Linked DNA regions of Mus musculus: all the other regions are linked to region 3. Evidence: chromatin contacts called from public HiChIP or PLAC-seq and promoter capture Hi-C data. All regions are on one chromosome and are shown on one strand. Each heading gives the region's core, a stretch centred on a gene start, on an enhancer-like site or on the middle of the called end of the contact. The rest is flanking DNA. Distances are from core to core; before and after follow the strand shown. Region 1 holds the start of Pebp1 (phosphatidylethanolamine binding protein 1). Region 2 holds the start of Taok3 (TAO kinase 3). Region 3 holds the start of Fbxo21 (F-box protein 21). Region 4 holds the start of Ksr2 (kinase suppressor of ras 2). Region 5 overlaps Taok3 (TAO kinase 3).

Evidence for each region. Promoter capture Hi-C pulls out the DNA fragments that hold promoters and counts their contacts. HiChIP or PLAC-seq counts read pairs in DNA pulled down with a chosen protein or histone mark.
Region 1: a contact with region 3 is called in a promoter capture Hi-C map of neural stem cells. The contact joins the promoter of Pebp1 here to the promoter of Fbxo21 in region 3. A contact is called at or near these places in 11 of 39 promoter capture datasets (the 3T3-L1 cell line, the HPC-7 cell line, cranial neural crest and 6 more), 1 of 484 Hi-C or Micro-C datasets (LSK cells), 2 of 115 datasets of contacts at active chromatin or transcription factors (astrocytes and memory CD8 T cells) and 1 of 9 other capture datasets (pancreatic islet).
Region 2: a promoter capture Hi-C map of neural stem cells shows a contact between it and region 3. The contact joins the promoter of Taok3 here to the promoter of Fbxo21 in region 3. A contact is called at or near these places in 4 of 39 promoter capture datasets (cranial neural crest, hippocampal neurons, neural stem cells and 1 more), 1 of 15 datasets of contacts at CTCF or cohesin (large pre-B cells), 2 of 484 Hi-C or Micro-C datasets (B cells and uterus), 8 of 115 datasets of contacts at active chromatin or transcription factors (the SCID.adh cell line, embryonic forebrain, embryonic midbrain and 4 more) and 1 of 9 other capture datasets (embryonic stem cells).
Region 4: an H3K4me3 HiChIP or PLAC-seq map of embryonic forebrain shows a contact between it and region 3, with 4 times the contacts expected there. The contact joins the promoter of Ksr2 here to the promoter of Fbxo21 in region 3. A contact is called at or near these places in 6 of 39 promoter capture datasets (the 3T3-L1 cell line, cranial neural crest, liver and 2 more) and 5 of 115 datasets of contacts at active chromatin or transcription factors (astrocytes, craniofacial prominence, embryonic forebrain and 2 more).
Region 5: a contact with region 3 is called in a promoter capture Hi-C map of the HPC-7 cell line, with 4 times the contacts expected there. The contact joins the enhancer-like site here to the promoter of Fbxo21 in region 3. A contact is called at or near these places in 6 of 39 promoter capture datasets (3T3-L1-derived adipocytes, the HPC-7 cell line, embryonic stem cells and 3 more) and 2 of 9 other capture datasets (embryonic stem cells and liver).

The regions. Positions count from the first base shown.
Region 1 is chr5:117,285,290-117,290,093 of GRCm38.p6, forward strand. Pebp1 (phosphatidylethanolamine binding protein 1) reads right to left here and starts at 2,275. Exons shown (of 4, transcript NM_018858.2): 1 at 2,120-2,275; 2 at 846-955; 3 at 432-532. The coding sequence starts at 2,254.
Region 2 is chr5:117,118,855-117,123,432 of GRCm38.p6, forward strand. Taok3 (TAO kinase 3) reads left to right here and starts at 1,275. Exons shown (of 21, transcript NM_001199685.1): 1 at 1,275-1,485.
Region 3 is chr5:117,975,052-117,979,312 of GRCm38.p6, forward strand. It overlaps Fbxo21 (F-box protein 21), which reads left to right and starts at 1,719. Exons shown (of 12, transcript NM_001346588.1): 1 at 1,719-1,988; 2 at 2,807-2,942. The coding sequence starts at 1,750.
Region 4 is chr5:117,411,593-117,416,198 of GRCm38.p6, forward strand. It overlaps Ksr2 (kinase suppressor of ras 2), which reads left to right and starts at 2,410. Exons shown (of 20, transcript NM_001312914.1): 1 at 2,410-3,416. The coding sequence starts at 3,237. Gm52829 (a long non-coding RNA gene) reads left to right here. Exons shown (of 3, transcript XR_003955989.1): 3 at 1,450-1,595.
Region 5 is chr5:117,156,942-117,161,487 of GRCm38.p6, forward strand. All of the region lies in intron 1 of Taok3 (TAO kinase 3), which reads left to right. Among named protein-coding and RNA genes, the nearest start is that of Taok3, 39 kb to the left of the region's middle. Within about 2 kb of position 2,665, at least 212 of the 459 cell types and tissues checked have an H3K27ac peak or open chromatin away from gene starts, as enhancers often do. A contact at or near this core is called in 3T3-L1-derived adipocytes, the HPC-7 cell line and liver, where this site is marked.

The sequences.
Region 1 (4,804 bases), core at 1,025-3,524, 690 kb before region 3:
AGCAGAGATTACATAGAGATTAGAGGAGGCTCAGAGAGCCCACAGAGCCCCCAGCAGCCCACTGCAAGCCTCCTGCAGCCCTTCCTGCCCTCTGTGCCCAGGACACTTGCCAGCCTGGCGACAGAGACCTTGTCTAGTATGAGGCCCTGGCTTTGATATTTCAAATCCACCACAAATCATTTACAGACCTAGCTCTCTCCGAGTCCCAGAAGTGGTTCTACAGAGGGCCTACCCAATCAGAACCAAAGTTCTGGCACCCACATCCTACAGGCTGACTGTCCCAGAAAAGACTTGCCTGAGGGGAAAAACAAGCAGGATTCTGCCGTCCTTACAGTAAGGCTTGGAAAGAACCCAGTGGTAGCCACCCCCGCCCTGCCTCATTCTCCCCCCCATCCCCCCCCCCCACACACACACACACAGCCTTTACTTACCTGTGCCACTGGGAGGCCCGGAGCCCACATAATCTGAGAGGACAGTGCCACTGCTAATGTCATTACCCTTCATGTTGACCACCAGGAAGTGGTGCCACTCCCTGCGGAGACAGAACACGAGGGGCTGTGAGCACCAGACACCTAGGACATTCTCAAGCTGGGCAATAACAGGCAGATGATACACTGGGAAGCCACAAGCAAGCATGAGGGCCTCACACCAAGAGACCCTGTTCCGGGGGGAGGGGGGCTGAGGTTGTGGCTCAGGGGGTCTCAGCCTGTGCTGCACGAGGCCCAGGACTTTCTCCCCACCACTACAAAATGACTGTAACCCCAGGAGGTCCACGCATCCCTGTCCAGCAGGGACTTCCGTGTCCGGATGATAGATAGCCTCTCCCCATCTTTTCCCCAACTGGCCTGAATTTGGGATCCTTCCTGCTGGGAGCATCGGGGTCTGTGAGGACCAGGGTGTAGAGTTTCCCAGGATCAAGGCCGTCCCATGAAATGCTGCTGGGCCTGTTCATAACCTGTAGGAAGGAACCAGTGTGGGGGTAAAAATCTAGAAATGCTCTCAAAACTCAACACTCTGCCACCTTATATTCCCAAAAGGTAAAACATGAGGGTTATTATTTTTATTCCTTTCTTTTACTACCGAGACAAAAAAAAAAATAGTTTATAGCAGTTTCACCCATGCAGATTAGTGGTAATTCCTAAGTATGGCCGCTACTAAAAGCCTGAAGCTTGGAGCTGGAGAGAATGCTGGGTTCCAAGAACTCTTGCAAAGGGTAGACATTTCCTGGCACTCCTGTGGGGGGGGGGTGGGGGGGTGCAACTCCAGCTCCAGGGGACCTGATGCCTCTTCTGACCTCCACAGCTCCCTGCTCTCTCACACACACAGCCACACACTCGCACATAATTAAAAACACAAAACCAATCTTAAAGAGCCAGGAGTCTAAAAAAAAATTTTAATTAAACAAAACAAAACCAGATGTGGTGCACGCCTTTAATCCCAGCACTGGAGAGGCAGAAGCAGGCAGATCTCTGTGAGTTCAAGGCCCGCCAGGGCCACAACTGAGTGAGACCCTACATGTAACACACACACCAAGCCAGCCTCGACAAACACTTGCCCACGTTATTAACAGAAAGTGGTGAGACAAGGAAGTCCGACGGTGGCAACGGGTCCTCCTCCACAACCTCACTGAGGGTCCCGAGCTACCTAACGCCTTTAAATATGGTGGCCAACGGTCCGCTTGGGGCCAGCTGAGGAGTAATCCGCCCTCGGAAAACGAGAGCGGCCAAGGACACGTACAAAGTTTGGGACAAGGGAGACCGGCCAGGGCTCCGAATGGAAACCTTCCAAGTCACCATCTCAAACCCTGCGCTCTAAATATATAAAGAGAACGGTTAGACCCAGTTTCTCTGAGCTTGGAACCGCTCTTGAGCGTCAGCATCCCACCCCCACCGCCACCCCCAGGAGCAACACAGGTTAATGAGAAAGCGCTGGCCCCGGAATCATTAATAAAGTGCGGGCTGCTCCCTGAGGAGGTGATTGCAAGCTCGGGACATTAGAAGGTTACAGAAGAGGCTTTCGGCTGTCGGGTGACGCTCCCGTCCGGTATACAAAGGCTGAGCTCGAGGCCTGCTCCGCCCCGCTGTCCCCCGGTCTCCCCGGCGGCGGGCCCACACCGTACCTGGGTGGGCGTTAGCACTTTGCCCAGCTCGTCCACCGTCACCCCGGCGTAGTCGACCCGCAGGGCGTGCTGGGGCGGCTCGTCCACCTCCTGCAAGCACAAGGGCCCGGCCCACTGGCTGATGTCGGCGGCCATGGCGATGGAGAGTTGGAAGGCACGCGCACGCCGAGTCCCGAGCGCTGTTAACGTAAAGCGCTTGCGCAGTTGACTGCCGCCCCGGGACCAACCGCAGGTCGGGTCACGCCCCTTCGCTCTCTGATTGGCTGAGCCGGAGCTGGGCGGTCCGAGCGCCAGGGTCACTGCGAAACTTCGCGGGTTGTGCCTGCAGGCCAGTGCGTGCATGGCTGTGGTGCAGATTAATGTTGCGGCTTCTCCTTTGCATTTGAAGGACTCTCTGCCCCATTTCGCAGTTCCCGGAGATAAGGCCATGCTTTCTCCCTAGCACTTCTTCAAACGAGCCAGGTTTCTTCCCTGCGTTATCTTTTGTTGTTGTTTTAAAAGTTCTTTAAATGCCAACGAAATTCAACCTCCCGGGAATCAATCAGTGTGTTGGTTGGGCTTAACCGCGGAGTGCAGGTGACTCCATAGCAGCAGTTCTGCAAGTTCTGCACAGATGATGGCCTTCCATCGCCGCCTAAATGCCCACACCGGAAACTCTCATCATTTAACCTTCCAAATGTTGTGCCTGTAAATTTGGGCAGAATTGCACGCACATGGTTGAGAGGAATGGCTGGATCTTGGTTGAGGCTTCAATGACAACTCTGCCTCCTAAGAGTGAATGTTGATAGACTACAAGCCCCATCTTCACGGTGCCTTCAAGTAGCAACTGCTGAGATCCTGAAGGGCTGGAACAAGACCTTTTACAGACAGTGTGACTTTACAAGACAAAGTGGAATTCAGGTTGCCAGTCGTTAGCTTCAGAATGTGGGTATCTCCTGGGGGGTTCCCAGATCATCCTAGGGGTCCTGAAAGAGATATTGAAAGTGTGATTGACAGGACCAGACTGAGGGTAAGCAAAGCTGGACCGGCCATCGCCAACTTTGCAGTTAGATACCAGCAGCCTCCCAAGACTGGAAGTAGTCAGAAATGTATGAAACTAGGTTTTTACAGTGTGGTAGCTAATAGAATACTCTACCCTTCAGGGACGATATGATCCCGGATTTGTTTGTTTGCTGGTTTGGGGTGTTGTTGTTATTGTTATTGTTGAGACAGGGTTTCTCTGTAGGCTTGGCTGTCCTGGAATTCGCTCTGTTGACCAGGCTGGTCTCCAACTCAGAGCTCTGTCTGCCTCTGCATCCTGAGTGCAGGGGTTAAAGACCTGTGCCACCACACCCAGCTCTCACTGATTTTTTTCACTTATTTATTAATTATATGTGGGGGGTTGGGGGAAGATACTGGACATGCCTGCAACAGGTCCAAGTATAGAGGTCAGAGAAAAAATGTGAGAGTCCACGTCTCCTTCTGTTGTACCACGTGGTGCCAGGGATGGACCTCAGGACTCTTGTAAGCTCCAGGAAACCCACTCAGATCTACATCTCATGGATCAAATGGACTCCATCCAGAAAGTACCCCTGTCAATCAATAGCCGAAGTTCCCCACCTGTTGAGTATTCTAAAGGGTGGGATTCCTCCCCAGGTCCCTAATTTTGGGATTCCCCTCCCCTAGCCACCAAGAACATGGGCCTAAGTGTTTCAAACTTCGAACCTCTATAACTTTGTTTTCCCAGGTATTTGTTACAGGGTTGAGAATCTGACTAAAACAAAAATACTGGGGGCTGCTGAGATGGCTCAGCAGGTAAGAGCACTGATTGCTCTTCTAAAGGTCCTGAGTTCAACCGCCCATGATGAGATCTGACGACCTCTTCTGGTGCATCTGAAGACAACTACAGCGTACTTATGTATAATAATAAATAAATTTTAAAAAAAAAACAAAACTCGGGGCTGGAGAGATGGCTCAGCGTTTAAGAGCACAGACTGCTCTTCCGAAGGTCCTGAGTTCAATTCCCGGCAACCACATGGTGTCTCACAACCATCTGTAACAAGATCTGGCGCCATCTTCTGGAGTGTCTGAAGACAGCTACAGTGTACTCACATATAATAAATAAATAAATCTTAAAAAACAAAAACAGGGCTGGTGAGATGGCTCAGCAGGTAAGAGCACCCGACTGCTCTTCCAAAGGTCCGGAGTTCAAATCCCAGCAACCACATGGTGGCTCACAACCATCCGCAACAAGATCTGACTCCCTCTTCTGGAGTGTCTGAAGACAGCTACAGTGTACTTACATATAATAAATAATAAATCTTTAAAAAAAAAAAAAAAAAAACAAACTTCTCAAAATTGCATATGAGCTGGGCATGGTGACATGAGCCTTTAATCCCAACCTTTGGGAGGCAGAAGCAAGCCATTTTCTCTCTGTGGCTTTTCAAGGCCAGCCTGGCCAAGTTCCAGGCTAGCCAGAGTTACACAGTGAGATGCTATCTTTCAAAAGAAAAAAAAAAAAACCCAAAAAGATAAAAACAAAAATAAAAATGTGCATTGAAAATGGACAGCCAGGGCTGGAGAGATGGCTCAGTGGTTAAGAGCACTGACTGCTCTTCCAGAGGTCCTGAGTTCATAGCCCAGCAACCACATGGTGACTCACAGCCATCTGTAATGGGATCTGATGCCCTCTTCTGGTGTGTCTGA
Region 2 (4,578 bases), core at 25-2,524, 860 kb before region 3:
TAGGTGAGACCCAATCTCAGATAAATAGAAACTAAATATTTTTTTGTAGTAGAGCGTTGACCAGGAGTTGAGTGTCCACGTCTGATAAGGCTTAGGGTGAAAATGTGTCCCTGCAGAAAAACTGCTTTGAGCTTCCACCATCAACTGAAAACAACACAGCTATTTCCACACAAAAAACATGAGACAGGTCCTGGTGCACTTTAACCTCTGGCAGGCACTATGTTTCCGCGTGGCTTAGGATGGAGCCAGGCAGGTTATTGCAGGTTGCACTTGGGGGGTCAAAGCTCAATCAACCTTCCGCCTTTGGTTCATTAAAGCCCGTGGCCCTGAAAGATTTAGTTAGATACGCTTGCTGGAATTTTGCCAAAGCCAACGGGGTCCCCCTACCCCAACTCCTCCATTAACTGTGGTAATCAAAACTCACAAAATGTGTATTTCTTTTTTCACTTTTCTTTCTTTCTTTCCTCTCTTTTCTTTTCGTCCTTCCTTTCTTTCTTTCTTTCTTTCTTTCCTCTTTTTCCTTCCTTTCTTTCTTTCTTTCTTTCTTTCTTTCTTTCTTTCTTTCTTCTTTCTTCCTTTCTTTCTTTCTTAGCTTCTGAGAAAAGATCTAGCTAGATACCCCAGGCTGGGTTCAAACTTGAGGCGATCTTCCAGCTTCTGCCTACAGAGTACTGGTATTCACATCGCACTCATTTTAAAATGTGCCCAGACCCTGGTAAGTAAGCATTTAGCTGGGTCCACAGATTTTTTCCCCCTCTCTCCAGCAGTAAACGTAGGGTCACTGAACGCAAAGCAAGAAAACGCATTCCCCTTCCTGAGAGCTGGAAAATAATTTACAAGCCCCAGGAGGAAAGCATCCCTTAAGGATGGCCAGGAGCTGTGAAAGGTCCAGAGAAAGATCCGACTGGCCCCACGATCTTATCCACGGTGGTCCGACAAGACAAGACAAGGCGTGGGGAAAGAGAGCCAAGAACTTTGACCCTGGCGCAGCACAAACAGAGCTGACCGCGCCCGAAGGGGCCATAGCTAACCCAAGTTAAGAGAGCTTCCGCGTTTGGGAAAGCCCCGCCCACCTGGACCCGCCCACCACCAGCTCCGCCAATCCCCTGGATCCATCGACCGCTCGGACTTCCCAGGCAAGGTCAATCGAGCGCCTATATACGGCCTGGACCCCGAGAGCGGCGATCAGGGAAGGTCAGTAGAGAACCTATCAAAGCATGGCTGTGGGCGGAGTCGAGGGCGGGGTCGAGTGGGGGCGGGGCGCGCTCTGCGCAGTCGGGTGCGATTGGTCACCCCTGGCGGAGCCGCACCTCGGACAGCAGCAGCGGCGGCAGCTAGGGTCCTGCGTGGAGAGTGGGGCGCGACGGGGACTCGCGGGCGGAGGCTGCGCGTGGGGACCCAGCACGCGAAGACCCAGCACGAGAGCGACTCTGGGCACGAGTGAGAGGAGGCGGCGGCGCCGGGGCCGCGGGTGACAGCGCTGAGGTGAGAGCGCGGGCACCCGAGTGACATCCCGAGTCCTCGGCGCAGCGGCCGCGAGCATCCCGGGAGCGGAGTTGTTAGCGGTTCTGCCAGTGCGCCGGGGAGAGGGGGGGGGGGGACTGGGAAGGACCGGGACGGAGAGTGAGGAGCGGACCCCGAGAGGGATCGCGAAGAGTGAGAGGACCAGGATGGGGACAGGGGTGAGGAGTGAACTCTGAGAGGGACTGCGTGTGAGCGAGGGGACCCGGAGAGAGATGGGGACATCAGGATGAGGAGGGGACCGAGAAATACCGCGGGAGAGCAAGGGGACCCCAAGACAGGACAGGGCAATGGGATTAACGAGGCGACTTGAAGAGGGACTCTGGCCGTGGGATAAGCGAAAGAACCCCGGAGGGACTTGCGACGACGGAGTGAGTGAGCGAGGAGATCCGCCCCTGATGGGCCGGTGGGAAAAGCAGACGGGACCCAGGGAGGGACACTCAGAGGGATTGGGACTGCAGACTGAGCAGGTTGACTTGAGAGAACTCAGGCAGCGGGATGAAAGAAGGGGACCCTAGAGAGACCGAGACAGGAAAATAAGCAAAGGAGACTTTTGGGGAGGCGAGGGCAGTAGTTCTGAAACTATGCTCTTGCGATGAGTGTAAAGAGGACCTCAGGAAGGCTTAGGGCAGCCGAGTGAAGGGAGGGGTCCCCAAAAGGGTGTGGGCTGAGGGACCCAGAGTAGGGACAGACAGCACTGAGAGTCCAAGGAGAGCCGGTGAGTGAAGTACCAGAGAAGAGCTTGCGCAGCGTGAACATGGTTTTTCTGGCCTCACAGCCAGGCACCTAGGGAAAAACACCGGCAGCCTGAGCCCGGGTGGCATTGAGTGGGCACAGCAGCAATGCTGACACCTGGACGACACCGATGCTGCTCCACTGCAAAGAACCCGAGGTCTCCCCCTGAGGGTTGAGTTCCGGGATGCTGGAAGGGGGATCATGTGATGGGCCCGGGAGTGAAAGACATAGATCCTAAGGGCTGGCCAAGGGCTAGCTAGACGATTTGTAGAGATTAGACCAGCGTCTCACCTCTTTCTTCTAAACAGCAGGCTGGCTTCCCAACTCTTCCCTAAAGTTCGACCTCGAGGTTCCTTGATGACACATCTGGGGCAAAACTAGAGGGGTTTGCTCCCCATTCACCGGCCCCCAAGTAGTTGGAGGGAGGGATAATTTAGAAGAGCCTTGAATTAATTAGGATGTTAATTTTAATGCTCTTAAAGCACCGGATTGTGTTTGTTTGTTTGTTTCAGTTTAGGCTTTTTATTTCCGCTCCACAAAGAGTTAAGAAACTTTTTCCCATTTGGCAGCCCGGCTCTATCAGTGTTTACAATGCACACATAGGAGAACCAGAGCAGGTTTGTAGTTAGGGCTGTTTAACTTTGATGTGTTAGACACGGTTGGAAGGTCACCCTCAATCTTTCAAAACAGTTGCTGGGGCCAGTAAATGAATGGTGCTTTCTAGGCAAGCTGAAGGGCCAGACATGTGTATTCAAAGCAGACACTGTAGGTCTCTCTCAAGGCCCCAACAGAGCTGAGGCAAAAGAAGGGGGCAGGGGCAGGCTAGCCTTCTACTCTGATGCAAGTGAAAAGACCTTGACCCCAGTGCCAGCATATACTGACATGGCCCCAACCCCCTCTGGGTGCTCCCCCAATACACTTGTTTGATCATCAACTTTATACTTGAAGATTTTAAGGAATCATGACGGTTTTTTTTTTTCAGTTATTTTGGGGAGAGAGTGGCATTTACAAAACAATCAGCTTTCATTGTGACATTTTTATATATGGCTTGTATTTCCAATTTTTAAAATCCTTTTCTCTATCTCTAATGTCGTTTCCCCTCTGTTCCATCGCTGTTTGATTCATTTTAGAAACTTAAGAAATGATGATTTTAGGGAAATAATGGAGGATGTAACTAATATTCCATTTCTGTTGCTTTGATGACCCTTCTGTGTCACCTTTAGAGTGTGTGGCATTTGAAACGCTTAAACTGGGCATGATAGCAGGACTCAGGATGCTGAGACAGGATAATTTTGAGTTAGATGCTAGCCTGGGCTACAATGGTACCAAGCCAGCCTGGGCTCTGAGACTCTGTCTCAAAAAACTGAAGAAATGTTTTGCTTGTGTTTAGCACTAGACAGCTGTGCCAAAACTATACTGTATTATTCCTAGTAGACACAATAGAGGGTTGGGCTAGCAAGCCCAAAGCCCTAGCTGGGCTTGGTCCCCAGAACAACAGCAAAAGAAGAGTCTTGCCCAGATCTGCTGTTGATTTGTTTAGGTGCAGAAGAGAGCATCAAAGCCAGGCTAGTGCCAGGCAAATGACCTTCCCACTGAGCCACACTGCCAGCCTCGATGTCATTTCTGTCTAAGATCAATGACTCTGAAATGGTTTTCAGCAGGGGCAATAGTAAATGAAAGGTTTGCTCGGTTAACGGGCTCTGCCTTAAGGCAGCTCTGATGCAGTACAGGGCCAGGTGTGATGCTGGAAATCCTACCACTAGGATCCCACCCGCTAGGAATCCCACCCACTCAGAATCCACCTGCTAGAGATCCGCCCCTGTGAAACTCAAGTGATACTAAGAACAGGACCAGCCTCAGCAAGCACAGGTTTTTGGGTTTGTTTGTTTGTTTGTTTGTTTTTTTCCAGAATTCAAGGAAGAAGTAAAGTTAGGTGAGGTGGAATGGAGGGTGGGGTGGAGGATGGGGGTGACGGGAGGGGTGGGGGTAAAGGATTAAGCCAGTTAACTCCTGTGTCTATTCATCCTGGGGGTAAGGCATGAGGGGCATGAGGTTCTCTGAGTGGGAAAGCCCAGCCCCAGCCTTTCCAGGAAGTTCTAGAAGTGTCTGACCATGAAAATATTTTCTCCTATCTAGCAAGCTCACTTCTGACTGGTGCGAACGGTCATATCTAAAGACAAAACAATAAATGTATTTCCTTGTATGAAAAGGAAGTGCCCTGCTCCTCTCCTGAGTCATCGCTTAGGCAGCCAAGACAGCCACTTTGTGCTATGGCAGTGTTGATTCAGGGATGATGGAGATAGATGAAGGGAGTAAAATTCT
Region 3 (4,261 bases), core at 469-2,968:
TGGAGAACCTGTTGACGGACTGAGCTGGCTTGGTCACGTGAGCACACAAAATAAATTAAAATGTAAATAAAAGCTCATCTAAAGATGAGACCCAAGCGAGATTCTCCTCTGACCTTCAATCACACGCACACACATATGCACACACATGCAGGCATACGTGCTCTCATTTACACACACATACACACACATATACACACATGTGCACACACATGCATTAAGAAAATAAAGCAGCCGGGCGGTGGTGGCGAATGCCTTTAATCCCAGCACTTGGGAGGCAGAGGCAGGTGGATTTCTGAGTTCGAGACCAGCCTGGTCTACCAAGTGAGTTTCAGGACAGCCAGAGCATATGGTAATTGTTGTATTGCCAGAGAGGGCATATATGTCCCCCAAATCATGAAGGATTGTTGAGTGGAAGACAATTAAAAGCAGACACCATGAACACCTCTAAAATCACACTCAGCATTTTGGGAGGCAGAGTCAAAGGGATCAGCGGCTTGAAGGAGCCCAGTCACACAGAGGAGAGCTCCCCACGATACTTCGACCTGCTTCAAATCAGGACATAGATTCAGGGGTTACTACTATTCTCCACACCATCATAGAGCTAGAAATAGGGGTCCCCAAAAACAAATAGTATGCTTGCCTCAGTACCCAGTGGAGAGTGAGTCACCCGTGGAGAAGGCCAAATCACTTCCAGGAAGTGCTTGGTATAAGATAGCCATTTTCAACAGCTTAATTTTGGGACTATGGCATGGCTGTAAAGTGCATGGCTAACCGGCACCAAGCCCTGGGTTTCACCCCCGCACTACCACCTCTGAAGTACATCTTGGTGGTGTATGCCTTTAATACAAGCTATGGGAGGTAAAGGCAGGGGGGCCAGAAACTCAAGGTCCTTCTCCAATACATAATTCAAGACCAGAGTGGACTACATCAGACTCTGTCTCAAATTGCTTTTGAGATCGGATCTTAATATAGATAGCCCAACTTTTGATCTGCGTGCCTCGGTCTCCTGAGAGCTGGGAATTAGGAAGTAAGCCACCATAGTCATTTTTAACTTTTAGTTATTGTCTATGTGGACTCATGTCCCATCGAGAAGGTGAAGGCCAAAGGGCAATTTTGTTTTGTTTTGTTTTGTTTTTCGAGACAGGGTTTCTCTGTGTAGCCCTGGCTGTCCTGAAACTCACTCTGTAGACCAGGCTGGCCTCGAACTTGGAAACCCACCTGCTTCTGCCTCCCAAGTGCTGGGATTAAAGGCGTGCGCCACCACTGCCCGGGCAACCTCGATATATTTATTTTCGAGACAGGGTTTCTCTGTGTATCTCTGGCTGTCATGGAACTCGCTCTATAGCTGAGGCTAGCCTCGAACTCTGAGATCTGCCTACTTCCACCTCCTAAATGCGGAGATCAAAGGTGCCACCGCCTCCCCGAATTTGCGTGTCATCCTAGGCGCAGCATCCATGCAAATCTCTGCATCGTTCCAGTTTTAGTATCTGCGCTGCCGAAGACGAGCACCCAGCTATCATTTTTAAAAATGCCCCTGGGAGAATCAGGACGCGAAAGGACCATTTATCTCTGCAGCAGCAGCCAGCTCTCGCCTCTGGCTCTTCCCAGTCCTCCAAGCGGAGTGGGCGGGACCCCCTGGCGTGGGCGGGGCGTTCCCAGCCACTCCCCCTGAGGGCGTGGTACGGCTTCTTAGGCTCCTATCGCGCGCGCGCCCGCCCGCACAGCGGCCCCCTCAGGTACGCGGACAAGATGGCGTCGGTAGCGGGGGACAGCGCTATGGAGGTGGTGCCGGCGCTGGCCGAGGAGGCCGCGGCTGAGGCGACGGGCCCCAGCTGCCTGGTGCAGCTGCCGGGCGAGGTGCTGGAGTACATCCTGTGCAGCGGCTCGCTCACGGCGCTGGACATCGGCCGCGTGTCCAGCACCTGCCGCCGCCTGCGCGAGGTGTGCCAGAGCAGCGGGCAGGTGTGGAAGGAGCAGTTCCGGGTGAGGTGAGCGAGCATCCCGTTCCCGGGACCCGCAGAGCCCCTCGGCGCCGGGCCTCGCGTGGGGCCCCACCCCGCCACCCTCCGGGCCTCCGGGCCGCGCGCCGCCCTCTTCCCGCGGCCGCAGACAAAGGCCTGCCTGCAGCCCGGGGGGCCCCCTCCGGAGCTCCGATGGGGTCGCGGCAGCCGCCCGAGGCCGGGGCCTCCGGAGCGCTCCGCCCCGGGGGGCTGCGGCCTTCACGCGCCTCCCGGCTGCAGGAGGAGGCGCATCTTTTGTGGCCGCTGCAGGATGTTGACGTGCAGGCAAAGCAGCGGTGCGTGCATTCCTGGCTAGCTCCTTAGGATGCCGGCATCGGACCTGCCAGTCCAGCTCGTGACCTTGGGGGTGGAGGGGGTGATGTCGGTCCACCTCCCTTCTCCAGAGCCTGGGTCTCCTGGTCGGTGATGAGACCCCCCCTCCTTTTTTTTTTTTTCCCATTATGGGGAATCAAATAAGATGAGGCCCGGGTTTGCAGGGCCTGATGCTGAGGGAGGCGCGCCATCCACGAGAACCGTTAGCATCACTGTGATTGTGGCCAGCGCAGAGATTGGGGGGCGGAGGGGGGGCGGCGGCTACTGGTGGTAGAAACGCTGCCTTTCGTGTCGCCACGCCAAGGTCACTGCATCTGAGTAGTGAGGGAATGCATTGCATACGCTATGATTATTGCAACTAGAGCCTCTGCCAAGTCCACCCCCCCCCCCTTGCCCGCAGACTCCTCCGTGGTTTTTTGCAGTCTCTGCGGAGCTGAGAAAGGGTGTTTTCTCTCCCCCCCCCCCCCTTATAGGTGGCCCTCCCTGATGAAGCACTACAGCCCCACCGACTACGTCAATTGGTTAGAGGAATATAAAGTTCGGCAGAAAGCTGGGTTAGAAGCCCGGAAGATTGTAGCTTCCTTCTCCAAGCGGTTCTTTTCAGAGCACGTAAGCATCAGGCTTGGTCATGCTCTGTGTGTGTGTGTGTGTGTGTGTGTGTGTGTGTGTATGTGTGTTCGTGCGCGCACGCGCTCGTTCGTGTGTGCCTGCCATAGCTTTTCAGCTCTTGTTCCTATTTCCCTTTTCACTGCTCACACAGCCCTTTGCTTGCATGCTTATAAGAGTCATTGTGTCCCCTCTCCTCCCGTCCAACAACACGGAGCCATTTGTCCCTGCTAGCCCTACTTTTTTTAAAGCCAGAGGGAGTGGGGTGTTGAGGAGCGGAAAGGGACACAGGGCGGTGTCCACTAGGTCCAGAGAAGCCTTACTCTTTGAGACTGTTAGGCGCTTTATGCACTGTCAACCTCTTGGTGCCTGTTTCCCAGGGAGGCTGCAGAAGTGCATGCCGTGCAGGGAACTGCCTTTTTAAGGAACCAAGGTTAAAAGCTGCCGTAGCTGCTCCTAGCCATTGAGCATTTCTGTTTATCACTGTGGCTCTTTGTTCCGAGAGAGGAGGTTCACTATGCGGCCCAGGCTGGCCTTGAACTCCCGTCCAGCCTCCTGAGGACTGCGATTCCCAGGAGGCAGCCTCAAGCCTGGCTCGAGTCGTGTGTCGCTTTTCTGTAAGGGCTGAGATGTGTGTTTCTTTTCAGGTTCGGAGTTAGTCGTTGTTTTTCTCCCTTGTCCAGAAATGTCCCATGGAAATCGGTGTCCGTTCCATTCACTACTTTTTGTAGGGCTAGGGAATTGTCCCCTCTCGTATTTCCAGTCCCTGCAGATTGTGAGCCGACCAGTGTAGCTGACAGTGCTTGTTTAGTTCTTCTAGGTTGGTGAAGGTTATTTTCTGAAGGTTAGTTCTGATTTCCCACTCTGCTGTTAAAGGAGTTTATGAGCAGCGTTTTCAAGGCGTTTCAAGTTTTGAAAGAGCAGATCTGAACTTTGAACACATTTTTAACTCAGTCCCCAATGGGAACTACAAATAGACACCCCCCAATTTGTTTATAGAAATGCTTGTTAACGGCAGAATGAACCAAGGTTTGGTTCAGTCTGGAACAGTGCCCCTGCCAGTCAGTAACTACAAGTGTTCAGTCCTGGCTTAAATGTGCGCACACACAGGTGTTTTGATGCGGGGCATGTGGGATACAGTTAGTCACAAGCCACTGGTTCACAGGCTCTCCCTGGGATCCACCTGTGGTTGTGTGTGCTTTTCTCTAATAATGATGGATCGGTGAACTCTACTCCCCCCCCTTCCCTGTGTCACTGCTTACTTAATTAGAACGTGTGGTGGACTTTGAACGCAGCAGGGGCACAGTTAGAGGTGGATGCAT
Region 4 (4,606 bases), core at 1,160-3,659, 560 kb before region 3:
CAGACAGTGTCATTTTGAGAGTCTATATGCGCCTCACACAACGTTTGGCACGCAACAAAAATTCAGCAAGGCTCACTAAGAGGTAGGACTAGATCACTGAAAACAGAGGGAAAATTAGCAGCTAGAAAGAGCCTTACTGGTGGACAGGTGCTGGAGTCAGAGACTACCAATGTTCAATCGGAACTAACTGGAACCAATTGGAGTCAAACTGGACTGTGAAGACTTCATGGTGCTTAAAATTGGTTGCCTGACCTCATTCTGGATAGAGTATGTTTTGTGTGTGAGGTGCAGGGTGGGGTGGGAGGTGGGTCCCAGGGCTGGCGCATGCTAGGTAAAGTGCTCTGTCACACACAGGCCAACAGAAATGGGGAATGCACTGATTTAACACTATGTGAATTCTGGGTCTCACACTGCTCTTAGCCCATTGGAGTGCCAAAGATGGGGTATTCTCTTTCTCTCACTCATTCTCTCCCTTGCTTTGTTTTTCTTTCCTTCTCCCCCTCTGGCTTTTGAGACAGGGGTTTCTTTGTGTAGCTCTGGCTATCTTGAAACTGTAGACCAGGCTGGGCTTGAACTCAGAGATCTGACTGCCTCTGCCTCCTGTGCTGGGATCAAAGTGTCTTCTCTCCCTCCCTCTCTCTCCCATGAGGGATTTTTACTATGTTGCCAGACTGTGACCTCAAATTTCTCTGCTCAAGCAATCCTCCTGCCTCAGCCTCCCAATCGGCTAGGACTTCAGGTACATGCCATGCCAGGCTACTCATTATTGTAAACACAGCCTGTAGACAGTTTGTTAGGGATGTCAATCTGTCAGTCATCCATGGGAGGTCTCCATGAGATGGTATTTGACTTCACCCTGAATGTCAAGAAAAAAAAAAAAGTCAGAGAGAATTAGGATGATGTGCGGTCTGGGCAAAGTTCATATAGAGAATAGATTTAATCAGGAGTTGGCATAGCTCCCTGGAATGAGCCAGATGGTAAATATTTTAGCTGCCACGAGCCATGCCATCTCTGCTACAACTATTGGCTTTTCAACAGGCCAAAAGTAGCCAGGCACCATTTGCAAGTGGGTGATAGTTGATAGATTGCAGATTGCAGCCTCTGCAGCTACCCATGTGTTTCCCGATGGATGCTATTCTCTCTATAAAGTTCTCTGGGTGGTGGTGGTGGTGGTGGTGGTAAGTCATCTCAGTTCTTTTCTACCTTACTACAATATAACTATTTTATTCATTCATTCATTTAATTAATTAATTAATTAAATTTTGAGGTGGGGCTCACCGTATGTAGCTCTGGCTAGCCTGGAACTCGCTATAGAGATAAACCAGCAGGAGGCTGGACTCGAACTCCCAGAGATCCACCTGCCTCTGCCTCCATAGTGCTAGAATTAAAAGCATGCGTCATCACATGCAGCTAAGAAGAAAGGCCCCGTCTTTTATTAATTTATAATAGGTTCGTGGAAATGGCTCAGTGAGGATGGACAGCTAAGTTCAATTCCTGGAGCCTAGGGTAGAAGAAGAGAATTGACTTCACCATCTGAGCACTAACCTCGCGGGCACGCTGGGCTGCACGTGAACCACCCCCACCCCACCCCACCCCCGCCCGTCGCCCATTAATTAATAAAAAGCGTATCTGTAACAGAGGCGCTCGGTATAACTTTATTAGCTGCAAAGTGAAATTTGAATTTCTTACAGGATTCCCCTTTCTTGTCACAAAGTATCCTTCCTCGCCCTCAACTTCTTTAAAATGTACTGGGCACTCTACTCCGGTACCCTAGGTGGCTGCCAAAGGTGGGTAGCAGGAGTCCTTTGGGGGACAAGAAAGAAAGCCAAGCCTCCTATCACCCTGCAGATGGACCTTTGCTAGATCAGGCCTAACTAATTGTCTCCTCCCACTCGTCCCAACTCTGGGAAAGCCATCAAGGTTGTTTTCCCGCACCCTCCAGCCCACCAAAGCCACAAGAAGCCACCAGCCAAGCCAGGAGAGCTGCACAGAACCCTGTGAGCTGGGCGCGCACCTGCTCCCGGGTCCCCGCGCACCTGCTGAGCCGCGCTCCGGCCTCGTCTCGCGAGATCCGGGCTGGCGTAGTGGCCCCCACCCCCACCCAGGCCACCGAGTACCTCTCCCCGCCCCCGGGCCGGGCCTCCCCGCCACCTTGGGGACCAGCCCGGCCCCCCTCTTCACCCCCACGGCATCGTAGCGGCTGCGCTCCGCACGCAAGCCCCTCAGTCCCAAGGGACCCCGCCTCCCCGGCTGGAGGGTGGCCCGGCGGGCAGGTGCACGCGCCGCCTGCCGCCAGCGGGTCCCAGGCGCGCCCAGAGTGCGGGGACCCGGGGACCGGCTGCGCGCACGGCGCCTCTCGGCGCTGCATCCCTCGCTCCGCTCCGCTCCCCACCCCGCCCAGTGATTGACAGGCAAGATGTCGGTGTGGAGCGAGGCAGGAGCGATTTCAGCAGCCGTCCCCCCTGGAGCCCGGCGGCGGCAACAGCAGCAACGGCGACAGTGGCAACAGCAGCAGCAGGAGCAGCAGCAGCAGCGTTGTCGCGGGGAGCAGACCGCAGCCAGCCGCAGTGGGCGCCGCAGCCGCGCCAGCCGTGCGCACAGCATCCCGAGAGCGCGCTGAGCGCGGGGACCCGCGGACCATGCCGTGTCACCGCGACCAGGAGGGGGGCAGGCGCGCTCCTTTTTGACATAAAAGCCAGCCCGGCCAAATAGATTTATATACATATAATTCCGCCCTTCACGGAGCCGGTGTGCGAAGCGTGAGCTCTATTTCCCTCTGCCTCCTCCTTCCACTTCTCCTCCTCCCCTTCCTCCTCCTCCTCCTCCTCTTTCTCCTCCTCTTTCTCCTCCTCCTCTCTAAGTGTACAGACTGCACCCTACCACCTGGTTGGCTTCTGACAAACGGGCATCTCTCCCTTTTTAGGGACCAGAGACACAGAGAAAGAGAGAGGAGAGAGGAGACAAGGGACATTCTAATGCAGACTGCCTGATACTCTCCCCCGCCCCAAATAATAATAAATTTTGGCTCTTGTCCCCTCCTCCACCCCCCACTCCCCTCAAGCTTGTGTGAGATGTTGGGTTTCTTCAGGAGACACCGCTGAGAAGTCGCAGAGGTTGGGGAGGCGTAGGGGGGGTGGGGGTGGACTCCCTCTACCTCTACTCCTTCCCTCCCCCTTTTTTTCTTTCTGGGAGGAGGTGGAGGAGGAGGAGGGGAAGGGGGGGTTGCAGAGCAAGCGATGGATGAGGAAAACATGACGAAAAGCGAAGAGCAGCAACCTCTGAGTTTGCAAAAAGCCTTGCAGCAGTGCGAGTTGGTTCAGAACATGATCGACCTGAGCATCTCCAATCTGGAAGGGCTTAGGACCAAGTGTGCAGCTTCCAACGACCTCACGCAGAAGGAGATCAGGACCCTGGAGGTAGGTGTTGCCTGGGGTGGGGGTGGGGGGCAATCCTTCCATTCCTTCCCCTTCTCCAGTCTGTCCCCTTTCCCTTTGGGATTCTGTGTGTTGACGGAGGGCCTGGGAAGGGGGGGGGGGGCTAAAGCAGGTGGGCACGAATGATGCGCTATGATTTATCACCTGGCAAAGCCAGCGCGGCTGTCCCTCCCTTCCCTTCCCAGTGCGGCTGTTGTCTGTGCTCGGCCGGGTGGTGGTGGTAGCAGTAATAATTGCTGTTCCGTATTTATTATTATGGGTTGTAGCTGTTGCCATGATTATTCTTTTCTTGTGGGAAGAGGGAGTTATTATTGTTGTTATTATTTATTATTATTATATTATTATTCTCATTCTCTCTCTCAGATTTGTTTACGGGGGCTTGAGTGCTGGGTGCTATGTTAAGGAGCTGCAGGGAACCCACGTGACCTTGTGCGTTCTGCAGGTGGTCAAAGGTGGTTTTGCCTGGTTAGATGGGGCTGCTTAAATGAATTCAACCTTTTGCTCTGTGTCTCACCCCCCCCTTCCCCCAATCTACGCCTTAGAAAACCAGATGCGTGAGAAAAAAAAAAATCCCCATTTCTAAAACAATCGTTTGATGTGTGTGTGTGTGTGTGTGTGTGTGTGTATGTGTATGTGTGGGGTCTTTGCAGGCCCAAAATGTGTAAATGTTACGATTGCCTGGAGTGGTTCTTGCACTAGGTGGCGTGGGGAAAATGCTCTTGGGCTGCCTTGGTGAGACTTGGAGGATAGGGGTCCAGGAGACGGGAGTTTCGTTTGGCTCATTTGTAGCATCTTCTCTCCAGCAGAACTTGAGGGGAGTTGGGAGCAGTTTGCTAAGAGAGGGTGGTAGGGATGGCTACAAAGTTACCACCAAGAAATGGAAGGAACTGTTTTCCTTCAAAGGCCATTTTCCCCTCTAGGGGATGCTTTCAGGGTTTTGTGAAAGACCTGGTGTACCGAAATCCTCCAGCAACCTACCTTGTTCAAAATGTCAGAGGGATTCAAGCAGCCCCTTCAACCTCCTTCCCTCGAAGGCCCAGCTGTCCACATTGCATGATTTAATTTGGGAATTCCCACTAGCTGGCATCTGCCAGAGAGTGGTGGCTGTGGAGCCCAGAGCAAAGGAGGCTTCCCATTGGTATGGCCATGTATCCCGGAGCTGGCTGCTTCGG
Region 5 (4,546 bases), core at 1,415-3,914, 820 kb before region 3:
TGGGAAGATGCTTTCCCGGGACTTAGAGTGTCATTTCGAAATTTCTTGTCGGTTTGCTGTAACACTTTCATTTTAATTATGGCTCGAAGGCTAAAGTCCTTCATTTTCTCTTTAACATTTTTTTAATTAAAATAACACAGTAATGTACAATATAGAAAGTAGACAACCACAGTCAAATAAAAATCACCAGTCTGGCTGGGCATAGTGTCTGTCTGTCTGTCTATCTCTATCATCTATCTATCCATCCATTTATCAATCTATCTATCAATCTATCTGTCTATTTATATCTTTTGTCAGACTGTCCATCCGTCCCTGTATCTGTCTAGAGACAGGGTCTCACAATGCAGCCTTGGCTGGTCTGAAATTCACTCTGTGATCCTGGCTGGCTTTGAACTCAGCAGTCTGTCTACCTCTGCTTCAGGACACTGGGACTAAAGGCATGGGTTAGCAATGGTAGCTTGAGCCTTGCTTTTGTGGTTATTTGGTTTTGTTTTATTTTTTTAATTGTTGATTTGTTTTGTTTTGGTGTATTTGTTAGTTTCTTTGTTTTTTCAAGACAGGGTCTCTCTGTGTATACCCTTGGCTGTCCTGGAAAGTCACTCTGTAAAGCAGGCTGGCCTTGAACTCTGCCTGCCTCTGCCTCCTGAGTGGTGGGATTAAAGGCGTGTGCCGCCACTGCCCAGCAAAGCCACGCTTTTAAAAATAAAAATTTAAAACCAATGTCACTGAAATCCCAGATAACATGGAAGTTCTATGCCGATTATTTTTCTCTCAGTTTACACATCATTTCCATGTGTAATGTAGGTTTTTTTGTTTTTGTTTTTTTTTTTAGTTGTTTCTTGATTGGCTGTGTTTTAATTGCAGGTGTCTATCTGCACAGCACTTTGTAAAGATTGTTATTTTATCTTCTGCAGAGCTGGGGACCGAATCCAGGTTCTCATGTAGCTAACGAGAAGTCCATGTTTATCCTCCACGACTGTGATTAACACCGTCGTGACCACAAGCAATCCAGGGGAGTAAAACACTGAGTTTCTCCTAGGTCGCAGCCTATCATCTAAGCAAGGCAAGGCAGGGAGCTTGGGAAGGCTGCCTCCTGCCTTGCTCAGGTAGCTTTCTGGTCTGGCCTGAGCCCACTGTAGAGAGGTGGCTCGACCTATAAAGAGCTGTGTCTTCCTACATCCCTACATCAATTAGCAATCAAGAAAATGCCATACAGACATGCCCATAGTCCAGTCTGATGGAGGCAGTTCTGTACTTGAGGCTTCCTCATCCCAGGTGACTCTAGGTTTATGTCAAGTTGACAGCTGAAGCTAACTGTGACAGGAGGTAAGGGCTATACCAGTAGCCTGCAGGCTTAAAGGATTTCTTTAAATGCAAAAAAAAAAAAAAAAGGTGGGGGGGGGCACTGATTTTGCATTTGATTTAATAAGCCCTTTGGACAATAACCTAGATTTCCTACATGACACAGACTTGTGAATGAAACATGCTCAGAGTGACAGATACAAAATATGTGTGTGTGTGTGTGTGTGTGTGTGTGTGTGTGTGTGTGTGTCTAGGTGCTAGAAATTCAAATGTCACAGCTGGGTAATTTGCAAATTTCAGCCTTGGAAGAGCCTAGAACTTCCTTCTGAGCCTGGTTGTGGGTCCAACCCCTGGCTGACTCATTTGAGGAGCAAGGCCTAGCAACAGGAAGGTTTTGGCAAATGCTCTGTGAAAGGGCAGAGATGACTGGGAGGGCAGCCTGGGTAAATACCCCCGGGCTGAGTCACCCAACAGAGTGTCTTTAACTCTGTCCAGTTGCCCGCTCGCTGGCTTGCTCGCTCGCTGTGTGATCTGGCCACTTTCATCTAGAGTTTTGGTTTTCATTTCCCTAAATCCCAGCCCCAGATGACTGGGCTGTAGAGTCATTCCTGTCCTGTCAACTCAGCCGTGGAAGGGTTTCCTTCAGCCCAGCAAAGCAGTTGCTGTTGACCCAAGCCTGGAAGTGAAACCCTGTGGGGCGGCCTCCCTCCCCTTTCCCTCTGCAGTGCCTCACCCTCCCTCCTAGTTTACAGGCAGGAGGCTGCAGAGCTGGCTCAGTGGGTAAGAGCACCAACTAGTATGCCAAGGGCCCAGGTCAGATTCCTACCACCTACATAGCGCCTCACAACCATCTGGGACCCCAGTCCTGGAAGATCTGGAGCCCTCTTCTGGCCTCTGTGGGCACCAGACATGCACACAGCACACAGACAGGGAAAACACCCATACGCATAAAATAACTAAATCTAAAAGTAAGTTTAATTTATATGTGAGTTTTATCTGATGGCTTGTTTGCTTTTGCTGTTTATTTAGTGTAGGTGGGGAGTGGGGGCCATGGCACGCCTGTGGCGGACAGAGGACAACTTGCAGGGATCTGTTCTCTCCCTCCAGCCTGTCTTCCTCAAGACAAACCCAGGTCATCAGGTTTGCTAACGAGTGCCTTTACCAGCCGCATCATCTCTGATCCCGTTCATGGGTTTCAAAGCCCTACTCTCTTTCTCCTGATGGAGTCTCTTATAGCCTTACCAGCCTGGAACTCACTGTGTACCCTTAACCTTGATCTCCCGGTCCTCCTGCCTGTACCTCCCAACTGCTGGGATTACAGAGCTGTACGGCCACTTCCCGTTTATGTGGTGCTGACGAGAAAACCCCTTCATGCGTGTTAAAGCAGTCATTTTCCTGACTGAGCTACACCCCTGACCCTACAGTGTGTAGGGTCACATTTATCTTTGCTCTTTTCCACTGTTTTCCTGTTTTCAGCATCTTTTCCCTTCTTTAGGGACAGCCTCCCTCCCTCCCTCCCCACCACACACATCCAGGCTTCAAGTTCCCTGCAGATTTAATGCAGGGCTAGCAGGGCAGAGCCTCAGAAGGTCACACCTCAGGCTTGTTGTGTGAGGTGGTGATACTACAGGCCCCCTGTGGAGATAGGCAGCGTTACTCCACAGCTCAAAATAAAGTGGAGCGTGCAGGCTTGTGACACAAGCCGTGAGAGACAAGGGGAAAAAAAAACCTCCCAGGCTAACTCAGTGGTGTCTGGGACAATTAGCCCCTGAAGCTTCTGTTTCATTTCTGCATTTGCAAGTCACACCAGAATGAGAAACTGAGTAATTTGATTATAAACTGTGTGGGTTGTAGCACTTGTTGAATTGGGTTCCTTGATGGTCACTGCTGATTGTTGACTTGACAGGATCTAGGATCACCCAGGAGGTGGGTCTCTGGGCATCTATGTGGGGGATCACCTTGGCTGTGTTCACTGAGGTGGGAAGACCTGTGCACTGTGTGTGGGAGACACACGTGCACTGCAGGCAGAAGAAAGCCGTGTGCACCGTGTATCACTGTCCTCCGACTGCAAACATCTGTGGCCAGCTGCCCCAAGCTCCCACTGCCTCGACCTCCCTCCAGCCCCCAAGAAGAACTGTGACCTGAAACTGAGAGCTAACACAAACCCTTTCTCCATTAAGCAGCTCCTGCCAAAGCTTTTTTTTTTTTTTTTTTTTTTTAATCGCAGCAACAGGGAAAAAGAAAGAAAACTAACGCTATCAAACCATACACCTTAGTGTCTTTCTCATGCGCCAAGGCCTCAACCTGCTGAGGCTGGCCTTGAAGTCCCTGATCTTCTGCTTCTGCCTCCCAGGTGCCGGAACTACAGACACGAATCACTGTGCCTAGCTAACCATAAACCCTTAACACATGCGTCATTCTGAGAAATCGTTCCCTCACTATGTGTTCCACCAACCCAAGAACAATACCTTACTTTGTTGTAGTTGCACGAGGCAAGGCTGGTCGTAGATTACAGAAACAGTTTATGTGACCTTTGCACTCCAAAAGCCATGACACAGCTGTGCCGTTTCTTCCAAGCCCTCTTTTCCTTCTTTCTCTGCCCCTCGTTTTGAAGTATTAAGGACTGAACAAGGACCCTGTCTGTGCCGGGCACACGCTATACTGAGCTCCAGCCCACAGTGCTGAGTCTTGAGAGCCGTATTGTTACAGAATTTAACTGTATTTCCTCACAAGCTTCTCTGGAGAGTGCTGCTAGTGGGGATTGACTCTAGAGCTTCCGGTCTACTGGGCTTTTACCGCTGAGCTGCATCCCCAGACCGCTTCCATAGCTTCCATGCTGTAGATGTTGAGTTAAAGTACTGCATTTCTTAAAAAAGCTTTAAATTTTCTATATACATATATACACATAACAAAATTAAAAACAAACAAACACCCTTAGAGGAAATTATAGACATGAAAGATGGTCATATTAACCATCAGTATTCTTGAAGAAGATAGTGAAAATATATTAAAAAGATAAAATTAAAATAGTTCTAGAAATAAGAAAGAAGGTGAAGCTATAGTTTGAAAGGACCACAGTATCCCGGGTGATATGTATATAATGGAGGCCAGAAGAGGGCATCAGATCCCCTGGAACTGGACTCGCAGGTGGTTGTGAGCCCACATGTGGGTTCTGGGAATTGAACCCAGGTCCTCCAGAAGCTCAGCCAGTGCTGTTAAGTGCTGAGCCATCTCTCCAGCTCTC